Regions from separate parts of the Gossypium hirsutum genome. Here region 2 is linked to region 1. Evidence: chromatin contacts called from public Hi-C data. All regions are on one chromosome and are shown on one strand. Each heading gives the region's core, a stretch centred on a gene start, on an enhancer-like site or on the middle of the called end of the contact. The rest is flanking DNA. Distances are from core to core; before and after follow the strand shown. Region 1 holds the start of LOC107893968 (sucrose transport protein SUC3). Region 2 holds the start of LOC107893950 (ran guanine nucleotide release factor).

Region 1 (7,589 bases), core at 1,752-4,251:
GCAACCGCAGAATGCTCAAAATTAGCATTCAAACAAACTCAAATATATTAGAGAATCTACACAACAACTTCATTGTTAATCTTATACAGTAGCATCAATAACTAATTCTAGGTCAACTCCTGAAAATACATGAACAAGGAAAATGATTTTTGTAGCTCATTGAATCAGCATGATATTGATAAATTAAACTAGTGGTCCACAAAATGCAAAGAAAATGGAATTTCGGATCAATAGTTTCAATCATAGTAAATGTCATGCTCATCTTAGCATACTTTGTCTAAAGAATCGATAACAATGTCTAAGTGACGTACCATGATTCAAGCCATAAATTGACCAAAAAAAAAGGGGGTACTGAAAGTACTACTTAGGAGGTGAATATCACTATAACATCCTACAGAGATTTATCCTTGTGAAACTTCAATGCATAATGCTACTTACAACAGCGACAAGAAATGCTGCCTTAAGATTGGCACAGGCTTCACAGCAAGCTCTACTTTCCAAGAAAGGAAACCACCTGTATTGAGATCATTTATAAGGATTAGATCAAAATTTAAATGCAGTATAAGATGAAACAGAAAACTTGGGTCTCCATAATTGTTTGTTTCATCACAGTAAAAACAGGTGGAAACATTTTTACCGATGCCAACTCCCACTAGCACCAGCCGAAAACCCCAAGATGTTTCCAACAGCCATCCATAAGCAAAATATGGCATTTGAAGAATTGTGCTGATCAGGACCTGTCATCCAGCATCTTGTCATGCACAGTATCAAAGAAGTGTAAAATTATACAACCTCGTAAATTAGAGGCATCAAAACTAAACGTCACAATGTTACCATGTACAGACTAAATTGTTTCCATTTTCTTAAGAAAGAAGTTCACCTGATAGATCAGCCAGAAGGGCACGAGCTGGTCCCTAAGAAAATAAAAATTCTATCATTCACAAACTTATACAACAGAAAACTTGAAAGTAAGAAAAAATCACCATGGATGGCTTACCTGCACTGTATTGTTAGCAAGATCCAACATCCAGAATCCAATAACAAAGACAAAAGCCGCCCTCGTTCGTGTACCTTTAAATGTACTGCATTGCATACATTATTTGGTCAATATCTTTCTATTTTTCTTTTGGGAGACAGGGGGTGCCAGAAAAGAATAGAAGAAATCAAAGCAGAAAATGATACCTGCAATGCTCCTTCGTATCACCTAAAATGTATCCAATGTCTGCAGAAAATCCGATTATTATCACCTAAATTACAAAATTTAGTTTAGCAGATATAAAACCCAGAAACATAGTATATAAGAATGAATTATGTAACACTTCAATGCTTACAGAAAGAGAGATCATGAATGATCCAGCAAGGATAAAAGGCCGTCTCCTTCCATATTTTGAAGTGCATTTATCACTCCAAATACCGACACAAGGTTGAACCTAAGATCAAAATAAAAACAACTCAATAGATCACATATAAAGACAGCAATCTTTTAAGTGTAGTCATTTACATCAATTATTGCACCACCATAATAATGAACAGGGCATCAATATAAATTTATATGTAATATGGTTCCCATCACCTACCACAAGACCAGTTATTGGACCACAAAGCCAAATGAACGAAGAAAAAGCATGCTCTATTCCAAGTGTCTGCATGAATCAGCCAATATGAATGGTCAAACAACAAGGGAAATGCACCATAAGCTCAAAAGAAGCTCAGAGCAGTTGAAAAGGAATCAAGGCTGAGGCTAATAAAAAATAAATAAATACAAAGATAATGTTACCCAGTTTCACAAAATATTTTGAGAATTACTTTATGATTAAAACATGTTCTTCGAACAATGGCCATACTTTTTCTTCTTTTCTCAGAAGAACGACAATAATCAACAAAGCAAAAGCATTCTAGCCTTTTACTCCTTTTTTTTTTTATTCCTTTTCAAACACTGCGAGGGCCTTCTATGATATGTTAAAAATTACAAGTATTTCTAGAAATTATGAGAAGAAATAGAAAGAAATTATATAAAGAGTTTTTCTCTCACGCCATAATCTTTCTTTTCCAAATTGTAATTGCACCCAAAATTCTTTCTAAAAATCCATGAAAATTAGGCAAATTACCGACTAAACAATAAAGAAAAAGTATTGCAGTGTATACTTTCTAATTGATGATTCAAAAATATCAACAAAAGAGTACTTGGCGCTGATATTCTTTTATTTCTATTTCATAAAATTAACAAAAGCAAAGCACAACATGCCATCTAATAATAACACTGATCTAATTCAAACACATTGCACAGAGTTCAAAATTAACAACATGCATAGTAAATAACCTAATTTTCTCCGTTACTTAAAAATAAAAAAAGTATTAAGGGAAAACACACACAAAAAAAGGACCTGAATGTAAGGAGTCAAAAGCGAAAGTTGCAAAGCCCAACCAAATTGAACCCCGGCGGCGATCGTACAACTAAGAGCGAGAGTTATCAAGCTACAATCCTTAGATCTAACGTGGATCGGCGACGATAAGTTAGAGTTTCCGTTGGGAAATCTAGCCGAAGGCGGCGAAGCAGAAGTTGAAGGAGAGCCAGGAGACGAATTTAGATCGATCCGACGATGATATGGATCGTCGATCATTTCAACTTCCGAATCTTTCCTTAAGTTCCTGTAAGGAACCTTGACAGAAACTGAGTCACTCGTTCCTGCCATAGCCTCTTTGACTCAGCCGCTGGTTATCCTCCACTAGTTAACTCAATTAAAACCTTTCACATTAAAACTTTTGAATATACCATGAAAAAAGAAAAAATTGAAAATTGAAAATTGAAAAATGAAAATAAAATTGTTCTCTTTTTGTATATTAAAATTTAGATCTAAATTGCTAGAGCAAGAGAAGAAAAGGAGATTAAAGTTAAAAAGGTCAAATTTGGGCGGGTGTGAAGGAATTTTGCAATATTAGAAAGGACTACGGTCGCTCGTTCCCTCGCGCTTCTGGCTCTTCTTTGGTACGTCACATCTTCCTTAATGCGGTTGCGTTTTGTGATTTCTTGGGTTAATTCCAACGAAGGAATTCAAATTAATTTCGGTAAAAGTAGCATATAGAGCTTTGTATTTGGAGTCAAATTATATTTTGTCCCTCTTTATTAAAAATGGGTATATTAATTCTTGTACATTAGATTAAAAAGTAATTTTTTTAATAATTTCATCCATTTCTACTGTTAAAAATTGGCATGCCTGACAAAATAACTAGTTAATTACATGTGGCATGCCATGTATACCTCATTTTGACATACAAGGACTAGTTTTAACAATAGAGATGGGTAAATTTTTTATCAGAACAATTTACTCTTTGATCGAATGTATAAGGACTAATTTGCCTATTTTTTAGTAGTGGGGTAAAATATAATTTAATTCCTAGTACAAGAATCTCTATAATACTTTTATTAGTTAATTTTTAAAATTCAAAAATATTTTATTTTATTTTTACCTTACAAATTAGAGAGAGGAATTAAATTAACAAGATTTGAATCCTATCCTTGAAACAATCTTAACCATTACTCCTTTATACAGTTGGCTAAAACATTTTAATTGGATCATTAAATTATTAACATTGTATAAGTCAAGTCCTTTCTTTTACTCAAATCGACGTGGAACATATTTAAAATATATGAATCAAATTATAAATATGTTTGTATCTATCACATAACATTTTTTTTATTTAATGTGTTAAAAAGGGAAAAAATTAGAAAGTACCAACAATTTTTTTAATATTTATATTTTAAACATGTTTATTTAGTAGGTATATAAGTTTACAATTTGATCCACATGTTTTAAGTATATTCTATGCTAATTTTGATACAACAACTATGTTCAAGCTATTGATTAAACTAACAAGGGGACCTGATTGATACAATATTGATGCTTTAAGAATTTAATTAGAACACTTTAAAATTTAAAGACTAATTTAAATTTAGATCATGTTTTGAGAACATCTTATGAAATTAACCTATTTTTTATAAGATGGATCTTTTTAAGTGTGGTGTCCACTTTCTAGTTTTTTACTAATAATGATGACAAGCCTTAGAGATCAAATTTCAAAAGTTGACACCAAAGATAAGAAACGACGACGGAATGTGATAAACCGTAATTCATACATATTTCTATCCCATGCTTAGCACATTTTATGGATGATTTTTTCTTAAAATTGGTGAATTCGATGCTCCTAATGCCTTAATTTCATGTTTTATACTTAGGTGAGCATAGGAGAGTGAAAGGACCGAGAAACAGGCCAAAAACAGAGAAAATGGGCCAACGTACGAAATCAACACGGCCTAGACTTCCTCACACGGGCGGACCACATGGCCGTGTCCCTTTGGCAAGGTCAAAGCATGATTGACACGAGTAGATCACACGCCCGTGCCCATTTAACAGCCTTGACCACGGCCTTAAGCAATCGCACACGGGCGTGTCCCTGCCGAGCCCAAGTTTAGTCCAATTCGGAAAAGGCCAATTTTAAGGGCTCTTAGGCATTCCAAAGCCTATTTAAACACCTGAGGAGGCACTTAGATGAGGGGACGGAGGGGAGGAAGAAAGGAATTGCTCAAGGAAAGCCAATCGATCCATCTCAGAAGCCGAATTCACCATCAAGGCTGAAGATCTCCCTTCAAATTCCCTCAGGAGTTTTGGGTTTTCTTATGTTTTGTTATTTTTATTCTTTTGAGATGTGTTCTTTCATTAGTATGAACTAAAACCCCTAAATACCTAAGGGGAATGAAACCTAAGACAGATCTTGTTATTATTATCTGAATTGTATGATAAATATTTGAATTGTTCTTAATTATGTGTTCTTAATTCTTGTTTTGATATTCCAGCATATTGATTCACGTTAAGCTCTTATTCAGAGAAGGAATAGACCCTGTCTAAGATTAAATTTGTCATAATTAAGCGGAGTTGGTTGCGTGCCTAGAGATAGGGTGACAAGATTTTGCCGAATTAGGGTGAATCCTAATAAGGGGATCCATAGATCGAGTTAATGCAACCCTAGGGCGTTAATTAGAAAGAGATTTCAATTATTCAATCTAGGGTTAGACGTTGTTAGTCTCGAAAGAGATAATAATCTAACTTAGAGATCTCTACGGAACAAGTTGAATGAATAAGTCGTCTGATTCAAACTCAAATAACAAGTGAAGTCTAGGTGGATTTTTCCTTAGGTATTGTCTTAATCAATCGAGTTTTACAAAAAGTATTTTCCCCAAATTTCTTTTCTGTGATTTCTTAGTTTAGTTAATTAGTTAGATAAACAAAACCCTTTTATTTTTTAGGCTAGATAATAAAAAGAAAGTTGATACTAGTACTTTTAGTTCCTTTGGGTTCGATAATCCAGTTTTGCTAAAGCTATACTACTGTTCGATAGGTACATTTGCCTTCATTGTGATAATAGTTAGTTTTAAGAACGATTCATTATAAATATTTAAAACCTGTCACGAATATCACGTATCAGAATGTTAAATCAGGATCGTTTATTTATTGAGATGGAAAAAGGAAACCACCGACAAATGGAATTTTGAGTCAAGTCTACGGACAAAGCAGGCTATTAAAACAATAGCCAACCATTGACAAACAAATTTCAAGGTGGTTTATGTAAGGGATAATTATTTATTTTATTTTTTTAATGAATTTTTACTTATTTATTTCATTATTTTTTGTTTAGAGATTGAATCAATTGAACCGGATATACTTGTGTGAAAAATAATGAAAAAATTGAAAAGAAGAACATAGAATTTTTACATAGAAAAACTCATTCCGAAAAGATAAAAAAATCACGGTCAAAGATAATTTCTTTAAATCGTCAAAAAGTAAATAGTATAAAGATAGAGATAAAAATTAAACCCCAAAAGCCAAAAATAAGAACCTTTAAAGAAAGCTTGTAAAAGTTATTACTTAAATTTTTTATAGGTTAATCTTTCTACGGTAGAAAAGGGCCTAGTTATAGGCTGAAATTTATAGCTTATATGACTAGAATATCCCTAGGTTAATCAGAGTTGAAGTGGGAAACTAAAACAAAGTTGAACTAAAAGAAGAAAATCATGAAACTTGAGGAACACGTTGCTATATCATGACGTAGAGTTTGTTCATCGAGACGAAGAGCGATCGTATCATCGGGAGTGATGTCGTCTATTTGTCGAGGCGATGAGTCTTGTAACAGCCCAATTTTGGGGGCTAGTCAGAATAGTAGTCTCGAGACAACAAATTCGAAGTCAGAGAAATTATTTTATTATTAAAATAGAGTCATAGCATGTTTATGATAGTGCATGAAAAATTTGGTGAGCTAATTTTAACATTTGTGAGCAATTGCGAAAAAAAGACTAAATTGCATAAAGTGCAAAAGTCCTAATTTGATAGGTAAAGGTGTTATTTTATTAGAGAATAAAAATTAGAGGATTTTAAAGGGCAATTAAACCCTTAAAAGAAAGCATAGCCGGCCATAGAGTCAAAGAGCAGACAAAATTTTCAAATTTAGTGAGTTAGGTGGCTTATTTTTTACTAAAATAGAAATAAATAAAGGAAGGATGATATCATCCCTTTTTCATCTTCTTTATCTACCAAAAATTAGCCATTAAAGGGGGTTTGAAAGCTTAAAATTTTCAGCAACTTGAAGCACTCACAAGTAAGTGATTTCCATGTCATTTGTTGATGGTTTTTGTACTTTTGAGACCCTTGAAGCATGAGCTTTCAAATGAGGGGTGTATTTTGAAAAATGGTTGAAAGTCTAGGGTTTTTCCATGAGAGCATCTAGGGTGTTTTCTAAAATTTTATGGAAGAATATGAGTCTTGGGTGTGACATAAATAACTTTTGTGAAAGGTGTTAGCATGAAAACACCTAAAGGGACCATTTTGCATAAGTTGTAAAATAGATGAAAATGTGTGAAATAGTGGCAATTTAGAGTTTCTATAAGAATCAAAGAGGTTCAGCTAGTCTTGAGAAATAAATAAATTCTATAAAAATTGATTTTCGGGCCGAGGGGTAAAATGGTCATTTACCACAAATGTGAATTGTTGAGTGCTTAGATTGATAAAGTGACTTAATAAGTGCATTTTGTTATTATAGATCAAGAAATACCAAGTTTGAACCTAGATCGGGGGAAAGGCAAGCAAAACGACAAAACCGACTAGTCGCCACATTTTGTAATCCGATGTAAGTTGTATGTAAATAATACAACTACATTGTTAATTATATGTGCTTAAATTATTACAGCATAAATTGCTTGATTTTGGAATCGAGAATGTATAATGATAAATGAGATAGTAGAATTTCCGTTGGAACCTTAGGAAGTAAATTGGATATTCATGCCATGACATTTGGGTCATTCGTGTATGAGCTAGTGTAAGACATGTCTGGGACATGCATTGGCTACATTATGAGAGCTAGTGTAAGACCAAGTCTGGGACATGGCATCGGCATTGAGACGAGGGCTAGTGTAAGACATGTCTGGGACATGCATCGACCTTGAGACGTAAGCCAGTGTAAGACATGTCTGGGACATGCATTGACTATGAGATGATAATCAATGTAAGACCATGTCTGGGACATGGCATCGACTTGAGATA
Region 2 (7,447 bases), core at 4,050-6,549, 800 kb after region 1:
TCTTACTATTAAATTTGATTTTCTTAATGTTTTCCTACTCCATTCATCAAAATCCAATGAAGACAAACACACAAACCCAAAAAGCCATTTAACACCAAAACACTACCAGGCATCCCCCATATATCAATATATACATTAAAATCTGTTTTAATTTCCTTTTTTATTTCAAACTAAAAAATTATATCTCTTTATTTTTTAGATTTAAAAATATAAATTAAATTATTAACATCATTAAAATTCTATTAAATCCATTAAAGCAGGATCACAATACCAATAAATTTAATAAAAAAATTTAACCATATTTATATTTTAAGCCACCCCAAATATAAATAATTTTTATATGTGCAGTAATAATAACTTAATGGGACCACCTAACCTCTAAATTTCAAACTAGATGATTGTCACATGATTGACTATGGAATGATTTGGGGAAAAGGGCTTTTATATTTTCCGAACTTTACACTATATACGTCAAGGCACTACTATTATTTTTCTTATCCTTGAAGAACTATTTTGGGGGTAAATTCCAAACAACATTGTCTTAGAGAAAAAGACAAATTATAGAGCTCTAAATAAATATGGTTGGCCGCCAGTGATTTAGGGAATAATAAGTCATATATACAGATGTAATAATTAGTTGGAAAGTTCTCAAGAAGGATTGAGGGTAAAACCATTCATTTTTACTCTAGATGACTCCATAAAAAATATTTTAATTACTAAACTCAAATCATTCAAAATTCGAGCAATTAAAACTTGATGCAACTCAATTTTAAAATTACCGTAACTCAAAACTAATTTAAATCTAAATGATTCAATATAACATTTAGTAGTTAAATTTTACACATTCACTTTTTTTAAGTTCAATTTGATACCTAATCTTATCAAATGTTACACAAATTACACAAAACACTAATGGTATTAAGTTTTTTTAATGAGAGAACAAAAACAACTAATGTATGACCAACATGTGACCGGACATGAAATTTAATGGCAAGAATAATTACATTAAGGCTGAAATTATTGACTATTAATGTCCAGAACGATTCAAGAAAGACCACATGCTTAAAGCGTAGTCTGATCTTCACAAAACTCTCAATTCCACAAAAACATCATCAATGTTAGAGAAAATGTGTTAAAATTTCTTTGCATTAAACTATGCTTAACAAATTAATATTGAATAAGAAAATAGGAATTTTAAAAACCAAAATAAAATAAAAAACCGTTAATAAATAAATTAAAATAGAAGTGACTGAACATTTAAAATACAAAAAAAAAATCATTTCATCTATCACATATCAATCATAAATTAATTATTTTTGTTACCAAAAAAATTAACATTGTTAGTATAATGAAGTAATTTGCATAACTTTCTGACAAGTTCAAATACCAAATCGAACCAAAACAAAAGATTAGGTACCAAATTAAGAAAAAATTGTCAAGTTCAAATACTAAATTGGGTACCCAACTAAAAATAAGTATCAAATTTGGATACCAAATTAAGAAAAAGTATCAAATTCAAGTACCAAATTGAAACAAAAAAATCTTTGTACCAAATTAGGGAAAATAATTGAGTTTAGGTACCAAATGTTATATTAAACCAATCTAAAATAGCCCAAAAAACTCTAGAACTCAAATTAACCTACCATGACACATTGATCCGACCTGCCTAAATAAGAGGTCTATTTCACAGTATTAAACCTCTCTTTCTGTAAATGAATCCTTTTGGGTTTTGGACGAAATGCTTTATTCGGGCTCCTTCAAAATCACCGTCGAATGAACACCACAGCCCAAAGATCAACAAAAAATAAATACATTATTACATTGTGATGTGTGTAGTATTTTTGACTAAAAGCACTCTTTTTACAGCAAAAGCAATACTAAACAAAGTGCTTTTACCATCAAAAGTCTTTCTAAAACCACTGTTGAAATTACAAGCTATTATATGATACACGTGAATAAATGTTCTACAATTTCTAAAACGTGATCACAAAGGGTTCAGGGACCCCAGCATAAATATCAAAAACTGCCGAGGCATATAAAACATCAACATTGTTTCAGGACAAAAAAGAGGTTACTTCTTTACCTGCCAAGTAGCAGCCTTTTAGCGCATCTCAAACACTAGGGCTAAAAAGGCCCCAGTCATTTATTTTGAAGTTTGTAACAGCTAGTTTAAAGATTTCAACCATCGGCATGAATCCAGATTGCGTCGCAGGAATAGCTAATCCTGCACTAACTGCACTAGCGCTTTCACTCAATGGACTGCAATCATAATAGATGGTAGCAAAAGTGTTATACATAAATGACCGCGTAATTCCAAAGTCGATGGGGCAATCAGAACTTTTGGTCACATTACTTCCCAACAAGTTAGAAAAGAAACAGTTACTGAAACAGGTTTTTAATATTATGTTTGCTATATTAATGTCTTAAATGATAAAAGAACAACAAAATGATATGTCATGATATTTCTCTACAGAAAAAACAGCGGTGACGCTTTAACACTTACTTTATCACGATGGGCTCATATGCAGTGATCAGAGCATCTGTTCCTACTTCCTTAAGACGTATGTTTGCAAGATAGACCTTCATGGATATTCATCAAGAAACCATTTTTCAGTTTAGAACTGAATAAAAATTGCGAAAGCTGAAAACACAAGAAATGTTACCTTGATAATATTCTGAGCTTCTCTTCCTTGCCGTCCCTTAGAAACAGCCTATGCATAGAAGGGATTAAAAGATATGAGAGACAGAAGGGAAGCAATGAAAGTCAAGAACTAATATCCAACCACCAATCTAACTGGTGGTATAGTAACCAGGCATTAAGACACATATTACTGTCCCAGACAGTCTACAATGAACCATTTGACAGTCTTGGCAATACAGACTAACAACAATAAAGCAATACCTTTTGCTTTGCTCTAACCAGGAGAAATTGCATCTGGTATTGGGGCGGATCAATCATAGCAAAAAGTTCATGACATTGAAGATACAAGACATGCACCCAAAATTTAAGATTAATTGTTTCAGAACTTCCCAACACAAGTTCAGACCATTGCCAACAGTTTTTTTACCTTGCTAATATCATCTAATCTTACAATTTCAGTCTGTCAATAATCGAAACATGCTATAAAGAAAATATTATTCGTAAGTCTCACATATGCATCCCCTCTGTATTAACATAAAAATATGCTAGAGGCAATCAACCTAAATTCTAGCTTTTACACCCGCACATGCATATTCATAATAGCACACACAATGAAGGAACACATTATCATTTAAGTCAATGAACAGCACATAGAGAGTATCCAATCTGACATAGTCTGGTAGAATTTAAAGGTTACTGTGCCAAGCATGTAGATTAAGATGATAGAATGTTAAGAGTAAGAAATATTGAGACTCGAGGAAGAGAATAAAGTTTGGCAAGGCAGATATTTGTGGACAACAGAAAAATGAAAGTTGAAACTAGTAACAATGGAACTCTAAGCAAATGTCTGCTAAATGACTCATACCATTTGGCCAACTGCAGTTGTAACAATGGCTGGAATGTTTTTGTAACACAATCCAGGAGCCTCAACCACTGTTGACTGCTCAAGCAGCTGAAACATATAGCAAGAAAGAAAATGTTAGGCTAAACCATATCAAGTCTCAAACAGTTGCCAAGCAAACAAAAGAACATGCAGAAACAATGTACCGAATGTCTTTAACATCAATTGGACCTAAGGAAATATGAAAGACAACCAGACCAATGCATAAAACACAGTATCCTAATTGTCAAAGAACAGGTAGAGCTTATAGTTCTTATTTCATTAACAATGATATAGCCAATTAGCCATACAGGCAAAACCAATCATTTTTTGAATTGGGGGTAGGGGCAGAGATGTGCGAAGGATTGAACAAAGTTTTTGCTCCATAGAACACAAGAATCTTTCCCCTAGGCCAAGAGGTTATCGGCCAAAAACCAATCATTCTCTTTTGTGGAGTATACTCCATAATCCAAAAGAAAATAAATTTAAAATAAAGAACCAAGAATTAAAAATGTAGTACAAGGAAAAAGAAAACTATTTAGACCACTATATTTAGACCAGATATCCTATCAAAGTTTGAGGGCAGTACTGTTAGCTACATTATAATGCCATAAACCAACAAATCCTATATTGGGTAATGGAACGATGTAAAATTCTCAAATGATAAGCCTAAATCTGTAAAATCAAAATTGCTTTAAATTACACTTTCCTAACTACTATAGAATCGAGAAAATGACATAAGAGAACATAAAAGACTACCGTGAATCCTTCACCATCTTGTTCAATGGCAAGATCTTGAATAAACCAGACAGCACTCCCTTCATCTCCAACATCATGCTTGTAATCTAGTAACTCAAATATTAAGCTCTCATCACGTGCAGGGTCCACAAAAACCTCCTTTAATTTCAACACACACACACACACAAGAAAAGAAAGACGATCAGATAAATAAACAAATTAAAAATAAAGAGTACCAAAAAGGAAAACAGAGAACGATATACTAACCTGATGATCGGGAACTTGCCTGATGTTACTGACATCCTACAATAATGAACAATGTTAAAAACAGAGTTTAGTTATATAATTATTGTAATTATCTAGTTATAATATCTCTACCATGCTGAAATTTAAGATTTAATGTTCTACTTTAATTGGGCATGATTTGATCTTCTCCAAACTGAAAACACTTATTTATTTGCTGCCGTTAAATTGATCACATGAAATTCTTCTTAAAACAACCTTAAGTGCATTTGACTTACAGTCGTTGAATTTGAACATGGTTTAATATTTTCACGTTACTCCGATACTGTGATAAAAAAAAATTATATGCCATTACTTTTACAGAAATCACTAAAAGTGTCATCAAACGTTATAAAAGACAAAATAATACCAAATTAAAATTTAAAAATTAAATTCAACATGGTAGAAGGACTAAAACCAGAATTGAACCTACCATAGAGCATGAAATTGAAGAAAAAATAAATAAAGTAACCTGAAACCTAAGAGGAAAAGTAGTTGAGATTGCTCCACCGAACAAAGGCCTTTCAGATAATAAATCTGCAGACATTTTTACTGAAAATGTCCACTGAACAGAAAATCAAAAAAGAAAAAAGAAATGGCGAAGAACAGATTTTTACTAAGAGACGACGCGAAGACGAAAAAGGGTCCGGGTTCTTTTTTTTTTGAAGAAGAAGAAGAAGAAGAATTTTGTAGAAGACGCGGGTTTTTTTTTTTTTTTTTGTATGGTGCTTTTAATATAAAGGACTGTTTGAGGAGAGCGTTTGAATTACGCCATCTCTGTCTTGGAATTTAAGGTAAACAATAAGGGTAAAAGAGTAATTTTCTTCAGTAAGCCCCCTGAAGGGAATACGACGTCGTACTTGATGATAAATTCGATAACCATGCAAGCACGTTAGGATAAGAGAAGAACGATAAGTTACTCTCATTTTAATTAAGATAATTATTAGAATTCATTACTTTTATTAAAAAATTTATTAATCTAATAATTGATTACTGATATGGCATTTTATTAATTTTTGACTAAAATTAAGAATTTTTCTGTAATTAGTTTAAAATATTATTTATTTATTTATAATATGAAGATTTTAATTATGATATCATCAACATTTAAATCTTTTTTAAGAAGAGGGAATTTGACGAGGACGATAAGCCCATTACCATGACTCTACCCTTTTCCAATAAAAGAAAAATCAGAACAAATAAAAGTTATGTCACAAAAAAATGCATAGAACCTTCATCATGTTAAAGCTTCCATGGCCTCAAGTAATGTTGCAAATTTCGAACCAATATACCAGTAAGCTTCCATTATATCTATAGAAATGCAGTCCTAACTGATGGAAATCATTGGTTTACCTTAATTGTGAAGCACCGAAAGCATCCGCGAATGATATGAGATGTTTGATATTATCGGGTTCATAAATCATAACCGGCAACCAAAGCACGAGCATGAGCCGTTGCTTGTTCTTTAGAAATTAGTACATTCTTCCTAGTTTTGAGAACTCGTTGAAGTCGAACCCTGCAGTTTAACCCCAGATGAGCAATGGCTGCGTGGTAATGACAGAAATGTACTGAGAAATCAAAGCTAATGTGAGCAAATTGCAGAGAACAACGAAAATTACTTTGAATTTTCTTCTTGAACCGCATCCCTAGTTCCATTGAATTTACCATTTGACCTAATGAAGCATTGAAGTACAAGTGAAATAAGATTGTGAGATATCAAATGAATGAAACCAAACAAATGCTTCAGCAGATCAGACACAACTTACCTTTGATGAAATTCCCTGAAATAACTTATTCAGTTCCTGTCAGTTCCAAATTGCATGTAATCAGACAATGTGCTACATTACCACATATATTTGACACTCAACTCTAAGTCTAACATACCATTTATTCGTGAATCATGACTAACATGATTGATAATACTATAACAAGACTGAATTCTAAAATAAACTGATTTTTATTTTCCTCCTGTTACGATCGTGGTAGTCGGTGGCGGTAGGGTGGTCAATGGTGTTATGTTGACAAGTGTACTCATCAAAAAAGGTGGGATCATAGCCATGATTCATCGTTGTTGTCATCGGATTCCCTCTTCCTTAAAAAGATTCAAATGTTGATGATACACCATTGAAATTTTCATGTTACAAACAAATCAAAAAATATATTTTTTAGACTAATTATAAAGAGGCCCTAGCTTTAGTCAAAAGTCAAAGAAAAATGTCACATTACCAATCCGTTAATGGATTAACATAACGACATTGACAAATTCGAGTAGTTATCTTGATTAGAGTGATTAAATTGACAAAAAAAATAGAATGACCAAAAAATAATTTTTGTATTTTAGTTTGATATTTTTTCTTATAAGTTACCGAAGTTATTTTTTATACAATGTGACACCTATTTGAAAAAATTTATACATTTTGGCACATGAGCATAATAGTGTTAACTTATTAATATTTAATTTGGACTTTAGAGTTGATTTGATAAAAAATTATAATTAGCTAATAATATTAAAAATTAACATTCATCATATTAATCCTGTAATAGGCCATTTTTGCCAAGGCCCAAACCAAGCCAAATAAAAAAAAATTAAAAGTCCAAATTAAAAACAGTCGAATTACAATATTACAAGCCCAAAAAAAAAATTAATCGCCTAGGTCCGATAACCTAAACTAAGTTTTCAATAAAATAAAAAAACCCTAGCCTCTAGTGTCACTGCCCTCCACGTGAACGAGCACGCTGCCCGAGGCCTAACGTGCCTTTGCCGCTGTTTCACCAAAATGGCAAGGGCATGCTTTTTGCCTCGTCGTTGACTCTCCAAAGGTACCTGCAAAAAGAATGAAAAATGGACAACAACAGCAAGAATAATAAAAAGAAATAGTATATAGCAGAAACAGAAAAAAGAAAAA

Evidence for each region. Hi-C and Micro-C count contacts between places; a contact is called where the count stands out from the background.
Region 2: a contact with region 1 is called in a Hi-C map of leaf, with 3 times the contacts expected there. The contact joins the promoter of LOC107893950 here to the promoter of LOC107893968 in region 1. A contact is called at or near these places in 6 of 34 Hi-C or Micro-C datasets (callus, hypocotyl and leaf).

Annotation. Positions count from the first base shown.
Region 1 is chrA13:19,026,120-19,033,708 of Gossypium_hirsutum_v2.1, forward strand. LOC107893968 (sucrose transport protein SUC3) reads right to left here and starts at 3,002. Exons shown (of 16, transcript XR_001683077.2): 1 at 2,385-3,002; 2 at 1,578-1,643; 3 at 1,332-1,430; 4 at 1,183-1,247; 5 at 998-1,082; 6 at 881-914; 7 at 638-737; 8 at 439-514.
Region 2 is chrA13:19,819,000-19,826,446 of Gossypium_hirsutum_v2.1, forward strand. LOC107893950 (ran guanine nucleotide release factor) reads right to left here and starts at 5,300. Exons shown (of 7, transcript XM_016819111.2): 1 at 5,014-5,300; 2 at 4,527-4,562; 3 at 4,281-4,418; 4 at 3,507-3,593; 5 at 2,664-2,711; 6 at 2,504-2,580; 7 at 1,757-2,259. The coding sequence starts at 5,088. The coding sequence ends at 2,112.